Linked DNA regions of Canis lupus: region 2 is linked to region 1. A link is a contact called in public Hi-C data. All regions are on one chromosome and are shown on one strand. The core of a region is the stretch at or near the end of the contact, and the rest is flanking DNA. Distances in the headings are between cores, read along the strand shown. Region 1 holds the start of FBXL14 (F-box/LRR-repeat protein 14). Region 2 holds the start of ERC1 (ELKS/Rab6-interacting/CAST family member 1).

The links. A called contact is a pair of places that touch in the nucleus more often than the background predicts.
Region 2: a Hi-C map of blood shows a contact between it and region 1, with 4 times the contacts expected there. The contact joins the promoter of ERC1 here to the promoter of FBXL14 in region 1. A contact is called at or near these places in 2 of 9 Hi-C or Micro-C datasets (amygdala and blood).

The regions. Positions count from the first base shown.
Region 1 is chr27:2,416,107-2,422,566 of UU_Cfam_GSD_1.0, forward strand. It overlaps FBXL14 (F-box/LRR-repeat protein 14), which reads left to right and starts at 1,429. Exons shown (of 3, transcript XM_038576336.1): 1 at 1,429-2,722. The coding sequence starts at 1,571. The region is part of intron 1 of WNT5B (protein Wnt-5b); the gene reads right to left.
Region 2 is chr27:3,034,411-3,040,534 of UU_Cfam_GSD_1.0, forward strand. It overlaps ERC1 (ELKS/Rab6-interacting/CAST family member 1), which reads right to left and starts at 3,929. Exons shown (of 19, transcript XM_038576364.1): 1 at 3,692-3,929. The region is part of intron 2 of RAD52 (DNA repair protein RAD52 homolog); the gene reads left to right.

The DNA of each region.
Region 1 (6,460 bases), core at 179-2,678:
TTTATATTTAGTCCAAGAGGCTGGTGAGGAAGAAAACTCCTCACGCCAGGCTGAGGGAGGGCTGCTCTCTTCTCAGTGCAGAGCAGGCTGAGGGCCGCGGGGGCAGCCGTGGCGCTCCCGACAGTTCCCAACAAAGTGCGGAAGTGCAGTGAAGTTTCGATGCACAAAGTACCCCCGCGGAGCCTGGAAACAAGCAGAAGATGCTGGAAGGCAGCAGTGATGGGTCATGCTAGAATGCGGGCTAGGGAGGGTCAGTGATGAATAAGGCCGAGTTTCTCCGTGATTGGAGGCACAAGACCGGTGAGGAAGGAGGCAGCCCCGCTGGGGAGCACCGAGGGTGTGCGGAGACGTGCTAAGGGGCGAGCGCGAGGGACGCTTAGGAGCCTCGGGCCGGGAGCAGGGTCTGGCAGGGCTGATAGAGGAGGAGGGTGGGGGAAGGCTCCGGGAGGGCTGCGCGGCCGTCAGCGGCGAAGACGAGAGGGCTGGGCCGGGGCGCGGCCCGGAGAGGGCCCGGCTCCCCGCGGGCTGGGGGCGGCGGCGGAGGGCGCGGAAGCCCGCTGACAGCCGCTGCCCCGCGGCGCCCACAGGGTTAACCGCCCGGGCGCTCCGACCGGGAGGAACTCGGTTTCCAGGGCAACGGCTCCGCCAGTTCCGGCAGCGCAGGCTCGTACCATTGCGCGGGCGCGCGCGGGGGAGCGCGGCGGGAGGGGCGGCGCGGAGGGCCCGGGGCGCGGGGTCCGGCCCGACCCGCCCGCACGTGCGCCCGCCCGCCCGCCCGGCCCGGCGCCGAGCCGCGCTCCCGCCGCCGCGTGCCCCGCGAGCCCCTGGAGCCCCGGGCCCGGGCCGGCGGCCCCCACCCGTCCGCGGACGGCGGGGGGGTGCGGGGAGCGTGCGCCCGGTGGCCCGGATTGGCCTCCGGGTCCCCCCGCCTGGGCGGCGGAGTGCGGGCGGCCCGGGCTGGGAGCTTTGAAAAGCGGGCGAGAGACAAAGGCAGCAGGAAGCCTGCTCGGCGCCCGGAGCCCGAGCCCGCAGCCCCCGGAGCCCCCCGGAGCCCCCCGGAGCCGCGGCGGCAGCGGAGGGAGGCAGAGGATGCGGCAGGGGGCGTGGGAGCGGCGGCGGGAGCGCGGCGGGCGGAGCGGGCGGAGCGGGCGGAGCGGCGCGGCCCGAGCGCGGCGCGCTTAGACCCCAGGCGGCGGTGTTGGCGGCGGCGGCGGTGTTGGCGGCGGCGGCGGCGGCGGCGGCGGCCCGGCCGGGCTCGGGAGTGAGTGAGAGGGCGCCTTCCCCGCCCGGGATGTGAGGACCGAGCGGAGCCCGGGGCGGGGGGAGGGAAGGGAAGGGAGGCGACGCCGGCAGGAAGGAAGGAAGCGCGGACGGACCCGGAGGAGGAGCGGCGGCGGCGGCGGCGGCGGCCGGAGCCGGAAGGCGGGGAGGGGCCGGCCGTTGGGCCCGAGGCGGCGGCGGCGGCGGCGGCAGCGGCGGCGGCCGGGAGGACCGCTCTGGTCGCCTCTCGGGCAGGAGCGGCGGGGCCCGCGCCTCCTCCCCCCGGCGCCGCGGAGGGGGGAGGAGGAAGATGGAGACCCACATCTCGTGCTTGTTCCCCGAGCTGCTGGCCATGATCTTCGGCTACCTGGACGTCCGGGATAAGGGGCGCGCGGCGCAGGTGTGCACGGCCTGGCGGGACGCCGCCTACCACAAGTCGGTGTGGCGGGGGGTGGAGGCCAAGCTGCACCTGCGCCGGGCCAACCCGTCGCTGTTCCCCAGCCTGCAGGCCCGGGGCATCCGCCGCGTGCAGATCCTGAGCCTCCGCCGCAGCCTCAGCTACGTGATCCAGGGCATGGCCAACATCGAGAGCCTCAACCTCAGCGGCTGCTACAACCTCACCGACAACGGGCTGGGCCACGCGTTTGTGCAGGAGATCGGCTCCTTGCGCGCCCTCAACCTGAGCCTCTGCAAGCAGATCACCGACAGCAGCCTGGGCCGCATCGCCCAGTATCTCAAGGGCCTGGAGGTGCTGGAGCTGGGGGGCTGCAGCAACATCACCAACACCGGCCTCCTGCTCATCGCCTGGGGCCTGCAGCGCCTCAAGAGCCTCAACCTCCGCAGCTGCCGCCACCTGTCGGACGTGGGCATCGGGCACCTGGCCGGCATGACGCGCAGCGCGGCCGAGGGCTGCCTGGGCCTGGAGCAGCTCACGCTGCAGGACTGCCAGAAGCTCACGGACCTTTCCCTAAAGCACATCTCGCGGGGGCTGACGGGCCTGAGGCTCCTAAACCTCAGCTTCTGCGGGGGCATCTCAGACGCGGGTCTCCTGCACCTGTCGCACATGGGCAGCCTGCGCAGCCTCAACCTGCGCTCCTGCGATAACATCAGTGACACGGGCATCATGCATCTGGCCATGGGCAGCCTGCGCCTCTCCGGGCTGGATGTGTCCTTCTGTGACAAAGTGGGGGACCAGAGCCTGGCTTACATCGCCCAGGGCCTGGACGGCCTCAAGTCCCTGTCCCTCTGCTCCTGCCACATCAGCGACGATGGCATCAACCGCATGGTGCGGCAGATGCATGGGCTGCGCACGCTCAACATCGGACAGTGCGTGCGTATCACAGACAAGGGCCTGGAGCTGATCGCTGAGCACCTGAGCCAACTCACCGGCATAGACCTGTATGGCTGCACCCGCATCACCAAGCGCGGTCTGGAGCGCATCACGCAGCTGCCCTGCCTGAAGGTACTCAACCTGGGACTCTGGCAGATGACGGACAGTGAGAAGGTCAGGTGAGGGCAGCAGCACCTGCTCCCCTTGTCCCGCCCCGTTCATCCTCCGGTCACCACCACGCCCCATCCCCCTCGCTCGACATGCACACTTACACACAACACAGATCATTGTAGTGGATGAGATGGGGGCAGTGACACGAAGCCTCGGGCTCTCTTTTCTCCCTCTTCTGGCACCTCGGGCCCCACTACACGCCCATTCCCCTGGCATCTGGGGTTCCTCTGCTACCCCGACCTTACTCCCCTCCCTCTCTTCCTGAGGGCGGAGATGGATTCAGCTACTTACCCACCCAATTCCTCTCTGCAGGGGGATGGAGGACTGTTTGAGCTACTGTATCCTCACTGCTTTGCATTTGGAAATGGGGGGAGGGGGCGGGGAGTGACTAGTCCTTAAAACCCTGGGGAGTTGAGGAAAATGTCTGCCTTCACTTAAGCTTTCATTTGAATACTGTGATCTGGTTTTTATTTTGAAATGTATAAAGAGCAAACCCAACTACCACGGCCTTTTCACCCTTCTTCCTTCCACTTTGTAACTAATCCCAGGCTCTTCTCATCACTTCTCCTACAGTACTCTGCTACTCACGTGCATTTCCTTTTAATTGTCTTTCTTTTTCAAGTTTTTATTTTTTTGAAGAAATTTGAAATCACGTTCCTTTTTTTTCTGCTGAATATAGTCTATATATTATATATATATAAATTATATATATATATACATATATATATGTCTGGCTACCTCGTTTTAGTTTACTTTTTTCTCTGAAGCCCTGGAATTCTACAAGAGAGATATTTTGAGACTGAAACATTTTTGTGCCTAGACTGGAAAGATGCCCATTGGGTTTGTACGTCTTTTTTGTTTTGGCTTCTTCCCAAACCCCATCCATCCAGTATATCCCACTTCCACATTCTGGCTATAATTTTTTTTTCTCCTTGCCCATTGGGATTTGAGGGCCCAACGGTGTTCGTAAATTTTGACTTAATTTATAGCACAAATGTGTGGAAGAAATGAGAATTGAACTTTTGTTTGTTTGAGATGCAGATTGTGTCTTGAAAATGATTATTATATATGCAAATCCTGCCCTACCCTCACCCTCTTCCAATTTTCCCCACAAAAAGGTCACATGGTGAGGCTTCCTGTTGGAAGCAGAGGAGCAGAGTTGGCCTACGGAGCCCCAGGGGCTGTAACGTGAAGGGGAGGAGACTGAAACTCCTGTCTTATCTCTGTTAATAAAATGGGTGTTTGTGGGTTTTACAAAAATCAGTTTCTAAATGGAGGAATAGATGGCTTTCTTTATTTTGGTGGGGGTTGGGACTTGTGGCTTTAAAAAAAAATCGCTTTTGAGTAGGATGTATATTTTTGTTGGAGTTTTTGTTTGTTTATTTTTTTAGAATCCTCCACTGCAACAAGAGAGACCATGGAGTTAAAGAAACCCAGAGACCTTTATCAATTAATTGTACTGTTTGTGAATTTGTATAAATAATAACAAAGATCCTCTTAAAACGTTTATATTCTTACAGTAAAAGGTTAAACTGATATTTATATAATAAAAGAGGAAATATGAAGTATGTTTTTGAAAAAAAAAAAAAAACAAACAAAAAACCTTGTATCTGTGAATTATTTTGAAGGCAGTGTGTGTTTGGGTACATGCCAAAGTCGGAGGTGCTGTTTGTGTACTCTAAGAGGAAATAAGGTATAGAGTTCAGTGCATCCTAGGTGGTGTAAGTAAGCTCACAGTTAAAAATTTATTCTGTAAGAGATTTACTACTGACATCTAAATGTTGTGTTTCTAGAAATGTGACTGGACTGGAGACTTATATAATTTTTGGTTTTGAACTGTCAACAACATGGGAATTTAAAGAAATGGAACTTTTAAAAAACTAGATCTGTAAGAGTCACAATTTCCCCCAGGGTGGAAATGAGATCTAGGGGTCCTGTTGAATAATGGGGTCATGAGATGTGGAAGTGGGGAAGAAAAGATGGGTTGCTTTCCACTTTGAGTGGGTGTGGGGAGGATGTGAAATGGTGAAGAGTGGAGGGAACTGAAGCCATTGTTCAGAAAAGTTAAAAGAACGCTGTACGCTGTCCTTGCCTGCTCGCTTACTTTGCTCAGTCATGCATGCTGAATCTCACAGTGTGAGTGAGGGTCCTGGTAGAAAGGAGGAAGGCAGTTCAGCCCCTCTTTTTAACATTCTCCTCCAGGCCCCGCTGTATTTAAGCACTTTCCTGGGGGATGGGGAGGTTGGCCAGAAGTTCTTGCACATTTGCATTTTAAGCACTTCCAGCACTGAAGCTTGCCACTCGGGTCTACTGTGGTGTGAGGGTTCTTAGACTGAATTCGGGGCACATAAATGAATACCAACAATTCTAGCAAAGAGTTCCCTTTGATAGACAATAACTAAATGATCAACGCCCTGTGGTTGGGCTGCGGAAGTGGCAGAGGGTATAAATGCTCTAACAGTAGAGTAATTCACATTCACATTCCTGGTTTCACATAGGTCTTAGTTTCTGAGATTTTTTTTTTTTTTACCAAAAACAACAACAACAACAACAAATACAGATCCCAGCAAGAGCTAGTAAGGGGTATAAAACTTTCCTGCAAAGACACCTCTTTCCAGGAAGAGAGCTAGAACCCAAGTTTCTCTTGGGGTAGGATTGTTTTGTAAAATTTCCAAGCTTTCTGCTTGAGCATATCACAAAAGCTACATTGTTCCTTTTTGGAGAGCCATCACAATTGGGTCTAATTGAGCCTGACACTAGATCCATCTTCCTTTTCTTGGGGGAAGGTGTGGATCTCTTTATTCCCTCTTAGGTTACAGTGCTTATTGCCTGGAAAAAAAAAAAAGAAAAGAAAAGAAAAGAAAATGTGTGAACCCTAGTAAGTCGGGACTTGGAATTAGGGTCAGCTTTCTAATTTAGCATTTGACACTATAATGCATGAAGGCTCCACAAGCTGTAAGTTCTTAGACTTTTTCTTCCTCCAAAAGACTGCATGACTGTACAGATTCAGTCAATAAAAATTTGAGCACCTCCTAAGTCTCAGACTCTGCTCACATTCCTCACTTTCATACAAAAAAAATAAGGGTTTTCCACCCTTTTTTTTTTTTTTTTTACTTGAAAGGCTAAATATAAGCTTGACTAAAGGTCAGTAAATTAATGTTTGAAAGTTAAGGTCACGGGCCTACTGTTCTCAACCTTGAATTGGGTATACTTAATATATCTGGAGTGTCTCTGGAAACCATGAATAAACCATTTATTTTCATCAGCCAAGGTTAACTGTTTATCTCTCAACCTTTGTGGATGGAAAGAAATGAATGTGTTGAGAACCCATGGTATGCTTTGCATGGTATCTGTAAATTTCTTTTAGTTCTCAAAACAGCCTGTTGAAACAGGTATCCTGATTTCCAGATAAGGCATACTGCTTGCCTTAAATCACCCAGCCACTAACTGAGGGAAACCAGGACGCAAAGCAGGACCAGTTCCAAAGTCCTGCTCCCTTCTGTTCTCCTGAGAAAGTTCAGTTACTGATCATACCTTGAGTCCCAGTAAGGTGACTTCACAGAAATGAGTGGTATCTGTTTGATCACAGTGCAGACAAGCTCAGGCCACAGGGCACTTACTCTTAAAGGGAATATGGGTGGATCCGATCTCCACATACCTATTGGAATGGAAAGAAATGCTTTTAAAGACTAAAAGCAC
Region 2 (6,124 bases), core at 2,679-5,178, 620 kb after region 1:
AAAAATTGAATTATACACTTTACATGAGTGAACTGTGTGGTGTATGAATTATTTCTCAATAAAGCTCTTATAAATTTTTTTAAAAAGGACTACAGGTAGCTAGGCTTAAATTATGAAAATACTAAACCTGAAAAAAAAAAAAGACCTAGAAAAGAAAATGTTATATTTATGCAATTTTAAAATAGCTAAACCATATTATTGCACAAAATTTCACTGGTTAGGAAAAACAACAACTTGGAAACAGTGACTGCCTTCAGGAATAACATGATGGGACAGGAGACTTACTTTTCCACATGTACTCTTGCATACCTTCTGACTTGGTACATGTCTTACCTATTTTTTTTTTTTTTTGTAAAGATTTATTTATTTATTTATTCATGATAGACATAGAAAGAAAGAGAGACGCTGAGACACTGGCAGAGGGAGAAGCAGGCCCCATGCCGGGAGCCCGATGTGGGACCCAATCCCGGGACCTCAGGATCGTGCCCCAGGGCCAAAGGCAGGCGCCAAACCACTGAGCCACCCAGGGATCCCCCAATGTCTTACCTATTTCTTAAATGAGTATAACGGTTATTAATATATTTTTAAATAACAAAAATGTCGTATCTGTCCTTAGTCTAAGTATACTTTCATTGACTGTCTATTTTGTTCTGAGAAGAATAAAAACTGAACTATATGTTTCTAAAAAATCAGTCCAGGGAGGGCAGCCTGGGTGGCTCAGCAGTTTAGCGCCACCTTCAGCCCAGGGTGTGATCCTGCAGACCCGGGATCAAGTCCCACGTTGGGCTCCCTACATGGAGCCTGTTTCTCCCTCTGCCTGTGTCTCTGCCTGCCTCTGTGTGTGTGTGTGTGTGTGTGTGTGTGTGTCATGAATAAATAAATAAATAAATAAATAATAAATAAATAAATAAATAAAATCTTTTAAAAAAATAAAATAAATCAATCTAGGGAAGTAAAAAACTGACATATTCTTACATCTATTTCATCTCACACTAAGAAGCATTTACTCATTTTCTGGTATTAGACATTATAATCATATAAATTCTCCCTTACCCAACACTCTGACACCTCTTTAAACAATGACACACGCTTAATCATTCCCTCCTCCCTGAAAACTTCCTTTTCTTCACTTCTAGTACATCACACTCTCCTGGTTTTCCTAACCCAATAACCTTTTATCAATCTCCTTTGCCAGGTTTCTCTTCATCTCCCCAAAAGGTATCCAGAAAGTAAGTTCCATGAAGGCAGGGATCTTTGTCAGTTTTGTTCACTACCCCAATAAGCTAAAAAAGCACCCAGAACCATACTCAATAAATAACCATTGATTGAATCAGTGCCCCAAGGCTCAGATGTTGAAGAGCTACAGAAATAAACTATATTCTATATAACCTGAATGCTGTTTACTTCATTCCATTTTGTCAAACTTGATAATGAATGTATGTACTGATTATTTGGTTAACCAAAATACTTCATTCCCTGGTCTTCCTCCATTGATGTTTTGGTATGGTTATGTGTAAAATACACATTTAACAGCTCTTTTTTTTTTTTTTCTTCTACTACTCCTAAAAGCATAAACTTAGAGCAGAAAAAGAGCTATAGAACTATAAGAACTATCACTTTTATCTTGCTTCGAGGACTATAGTTGAATTAACAGACATACTTATCTAACTAGAAATGAGGGCGGGGGGGGGGTCTCAGTAAATTCCACAAGAACATCACAGTAATGACTAGCAAGCAACATTCTTGAAAAATAAAATGTAGTAATTTTTTCAGGCATAAGAAATTCTAAAGAGAAACAGACCACTCCTACCTTAACCTTTCTCCCAAATCCCATGATTTCATTCCCACAAAATCACATCCCACTGTCAGCCATTCAAATGTAATTTTAGCAATATACAAAGTTTCACTTGATATTTTAGTTCACATTTGTCTTCATGAGTACCCAATTAAATCAAAGTATAATTTAAAAACCAAAACTAGATATGTGAATTTTAATTTTTCCTTCTAAGTAATCCAAAATCAAAACTTCTAATTTGATCTGAATACATTTAATCTTTTAGAATTACAAATTGTGGACACACCCTTTCTCACTTAGTAACTATTGTATCATCTGTTGCCTAAAAGTCTCTCCAAACAGAAGTATCTTTTAAAAGATAACAGTCTGCTCATTAATTAGGCATGTTAAAAAAGGCAATGATCTGCAACTACTGACACTCATATCTGTGTATTTCTCTCTTGGGTTACAGGAAAGCATTTCTCTGGCTACGTTCCCAAAAAAAATGAGTAAGCCTTGGGAAAGTCACTGCTTAAATTCCATTTCATGACGGTTTCTCTTCCTCCACAAATGAATTATTGAGAGTCATGCCTACTTCCATCCATTACATAATACATGTCCATCACAGGACCTGTCTTCTGAGCAAGAAACAGCTTAAATGACACTAACTGATAGGTAAGGTCAGTGAATACTGTGATCTAATAGGGAGCAGGAATCAAGAAAAGATTCTGATTTAATGTGCAAAGTTGTGAAACGCTGATGTTTTGAACACTGAACACCGTTTACTCTGCCGCCCCTATGAAGTGAGTTACATGCCCCCAAAATGTTATTAAAGAGCATTTTAAAAGCACTTGACTCCAGGAACGTATCTCAGAAATCGAAGGACCTACCGAAAAAAATTAATTCCACTTCATTTTTTAAAGGGTCTAATAACATTAGCAATTGAGAAATAAAAATAATCTCCAATAATTGTGTTGAACACAAAGAGTCTAAATGTTAAGGTCTGTTGAAAAACGAGCTGTAAAAGACAACTGTGCTTTAAAACATTTTTCATATAATTAGCTCCAACAGAACTGTTCAAATTATCCATCCAAAGCAGTGAACCACAGCCACCTGCAACTATTAGTCAGAAATGTGTCTTCCAAAGCAACCACCTGATTTTCAGGCCTTCCCTTAAGGGGACAGGATAAAGCTTGTAAGTGAGATGGTACAGAGAGATCTTTCAGGCACAGAAAAAAGACTGGAAGATAACACCTTTAAGGAACTAGGTGTAATGGGACCTACACCCTTATGTTGTTGCCAGAATGAAGTTGTCTTAGCCCAAGATCTCGCTCTTCTTGAAGGGAGTAAAACTTTAAACCCAGCCACCCTCACAATTTACCCACCTGCGCCAAAAGCAGAGGGCTTCTCTTCCCTCTCGACCCATCCCGCCAGGAGGGAAATAATACTCATCAAACACCAAAGCAGAAATGTGAGACCCAGTGCAACAGCTTCTCCAACTGCCTCAAAGGCAGCATCCACAGCTCCTCTCCCTTTTGAAATAGTCCTTCATCTCCTATCTTACCATTTCACAGAAAAAAAATCCTCCTCTCTTTCAACATTTGACAACAGTCGCCTGGACACACAGATCCACCCCGACCGCACCCCAACCTCCTCAGGGCTCCCCGTTCTCCACCTCGCCACCACCTCGCCCGCACCACCACGCCTCAGAAAGCCTCGCTCTCCAAGCACCGGGAACCCCTCCTCGCGTCTCCCACCTCCGGCTCCCCGCGTCCGCCGCCTCAGCTCCCGCCCAGCCCCGGAGCTGGCGGGGTGGAGCCCGCGGGGGGCTGGGGTGGGCTGGGGTGGGGTCCGCCCCTCCCCGGACGGTCCCATCCCCCCGGCGGGGAGAGGGGGGAGGGGGTCCTGAAGCCTCACCTACGGCTCCGCCCCTCCCCGGGGGCGCGCTGCCCAGCCCTAGCCAGGGCCGTGAGGAAGCAGCAGGCTAAGAAAAGGCAAAAAAGCCTCAGCGCCAGCGGCAGGCGGGAAGCTCTCAGTCCCGCCCGACTTCCGAGCTGCCTACACGGCGGCCGTCTCACCCTCCTCAGGCGGGCTGCTGCTGCTGCTGTTGCCGCTGCTGCCGCCCGGGCGCCGCCGCCGCCGCCGCCTCCGCCGCCGCCGCCACTACCGCCGCCGCCGTCGCCGCCGCCACAGCCACAGCACGGCCCCAGCGCCCGCCGACGTCACCGCGCCCCGCCCCCTGCGCGAGACACCTAGCCCCGCCCCGCCCCGGCCCGGCCCGGCCGCGAGACCTCGCGAGCTCCGCCCCCTCCTGTCCCAGCCACCTAGGCTGCCCGCACCCTCCTGGGAGTGCGCGTGGCAGCCCGCCCGCCTCCGGTGCCTTCCAGACGGAGGTGGGTCAGGGTGACGAGTGGGGTGACTCAAGACTCCGGCGGCGATCGCGCGCTCGAGCACAGCAACGGGCGCGGGGCGTCCACACCCCCACGCGCGGCCCCTGCGGCCACGGGAAGGGAGAGCCGGACTCGGCTCCGGGAAGCGGCGGTAGGTGGGAACGCGGCCAGGCGGCGTTTGTCTCCTTGGGCTTGCCGTAGGAAGCGGGCTGGCAGGGCCCGAGGAGCGGAGTCGTAGCTTTCCCGAAGCCCAGGGTCGCCCCACCCCCTGCTCCGGGGGGCCGTCCGCCAGCCCCGGGACCGCCGCCGCCGCGGAGTGGGTCTGAGGTCGTCGTGCGTTCCGGGCTGCGCTCCCACGGCTGCAGTGGCAGCCCTTTGTCCGGGGAAATTGTATTTTCCTCCACCCTTTGCTTCTGCGAATGTGGCCGCGGGGCTGCCCACGAGACCTCAGGGAAAAACAGGCGTCGCAGAAGACCTACAACGGGGTGCTTGGTTTTTCTGTGGGAGCTCCGCGGGGCGGAAGAGCGCCGGCGGGATTTAAGGTGCACGTTCAGCTGTGCCCTGTGCCCCTTGCGGTGCTACGTTGTCTTCGTCGGCCCTCGGAGCATCTAGGCGAGTCCGCTGGGCAAATGGTACTTCATTTCAGGAAACCCAATTTTCTTGTCCTGAATTGCAGTCGATTTTCTTCCATCGGAGTCACGCAAAGAGGGCAACTGCACCTATTATTTAAGAATGTAGGTAAACTATCCCTTAACCAAGAAGGTAGGAGTGCTGTGAATTACATTGGCCCCAGCGTTTTCCGTTGCGTCGAATAATTTAAAATGGCCTTACAAGGAGTAGACTCGTCATTTTACCCCTACTTATTCTCCACCACAGTTAACCAATTTGCACTCCATAATTCCACTAACATTTTCCCGTCCCTCTTCAATGTTAACATTCATTCATTCACCAAATTCTACTGTTTCATCCCGCCCAGACTCTCTTCCCTCCCAGATCACCACGCACTTGGATTATTGCAGTTCCCCGTCCCGCTGTAGAGTCGCCCCCTTCAGTACATTCAACATATGCCTACCATTTGTTAAGACTGTGCTTGCTGCCAGAGAAGGTTGTATAGCTGCCAAATAAGCATCCTAAAATACTTCAGTTTTTTAGACATCTGGCCTTCCCCCCCCCCCCCCAGAATAAAGCCATCCTTCTTCCACTATTTTTCAAGATCTTTCTCATCTAACTGCTGATTTACTCATCCTGTTACTCCCCAGCAGGGTGGTGAGGTAAAAGAAAAGTGGGAGGCCCATCCTAGTTTCCATTATGCCACTTTCTACTTGTATGATCCAGGGAAAATCACTTTATTTCTGGGTTCTACTTTTCTTAACTGTAAAATGGGATGTGAACTAGACGTCTGAGATCCAACATATCACTAAAATGTGTGGGTTAGTATGCTAAGCACTAAGTTATACATACAACAGGGTGCTAGCAATATCACAGACTCAGAATTTTGGCAGCTTGTTTTCTTATGTTTTGGGAGGGGGTTTGTTTTTTGTGGGGTTCTTTTTTTCCCTCCCATTGGTTGTTTTTTCTTATTCCCGACTCTGCCCCAGATTTTTTTTTTTTTAAACTTACGTTTAGGGATCCCTGGGTGGCGCAGCGGTTTGGCGCCTGCCTTTGGCCCAGGGCGCGATCCTGGAGACCCGGGATCGAATCCCACGTCGGGCTCCCGGTGCATGGAGCCTGCTTCTCCCTCTGCCTATGTCTCTGCCTCTCTCTCTCTGTGTGTGACTATCATAAAAAAAAAAAAAAAAAAAAAAAAAAAAACTTACGTTTAGTATTTTTTTAATTAAAGCCAGCTGAGTGCTCCCTTCGGCAGCACATATACTAAAATTGAAATGTAGGACGCCTGGGTGGCTCAGCGGTTAAGCGTCTGCCTTCAGCCCAGGGTGTGATCCTGGAGACCCGGCATCCA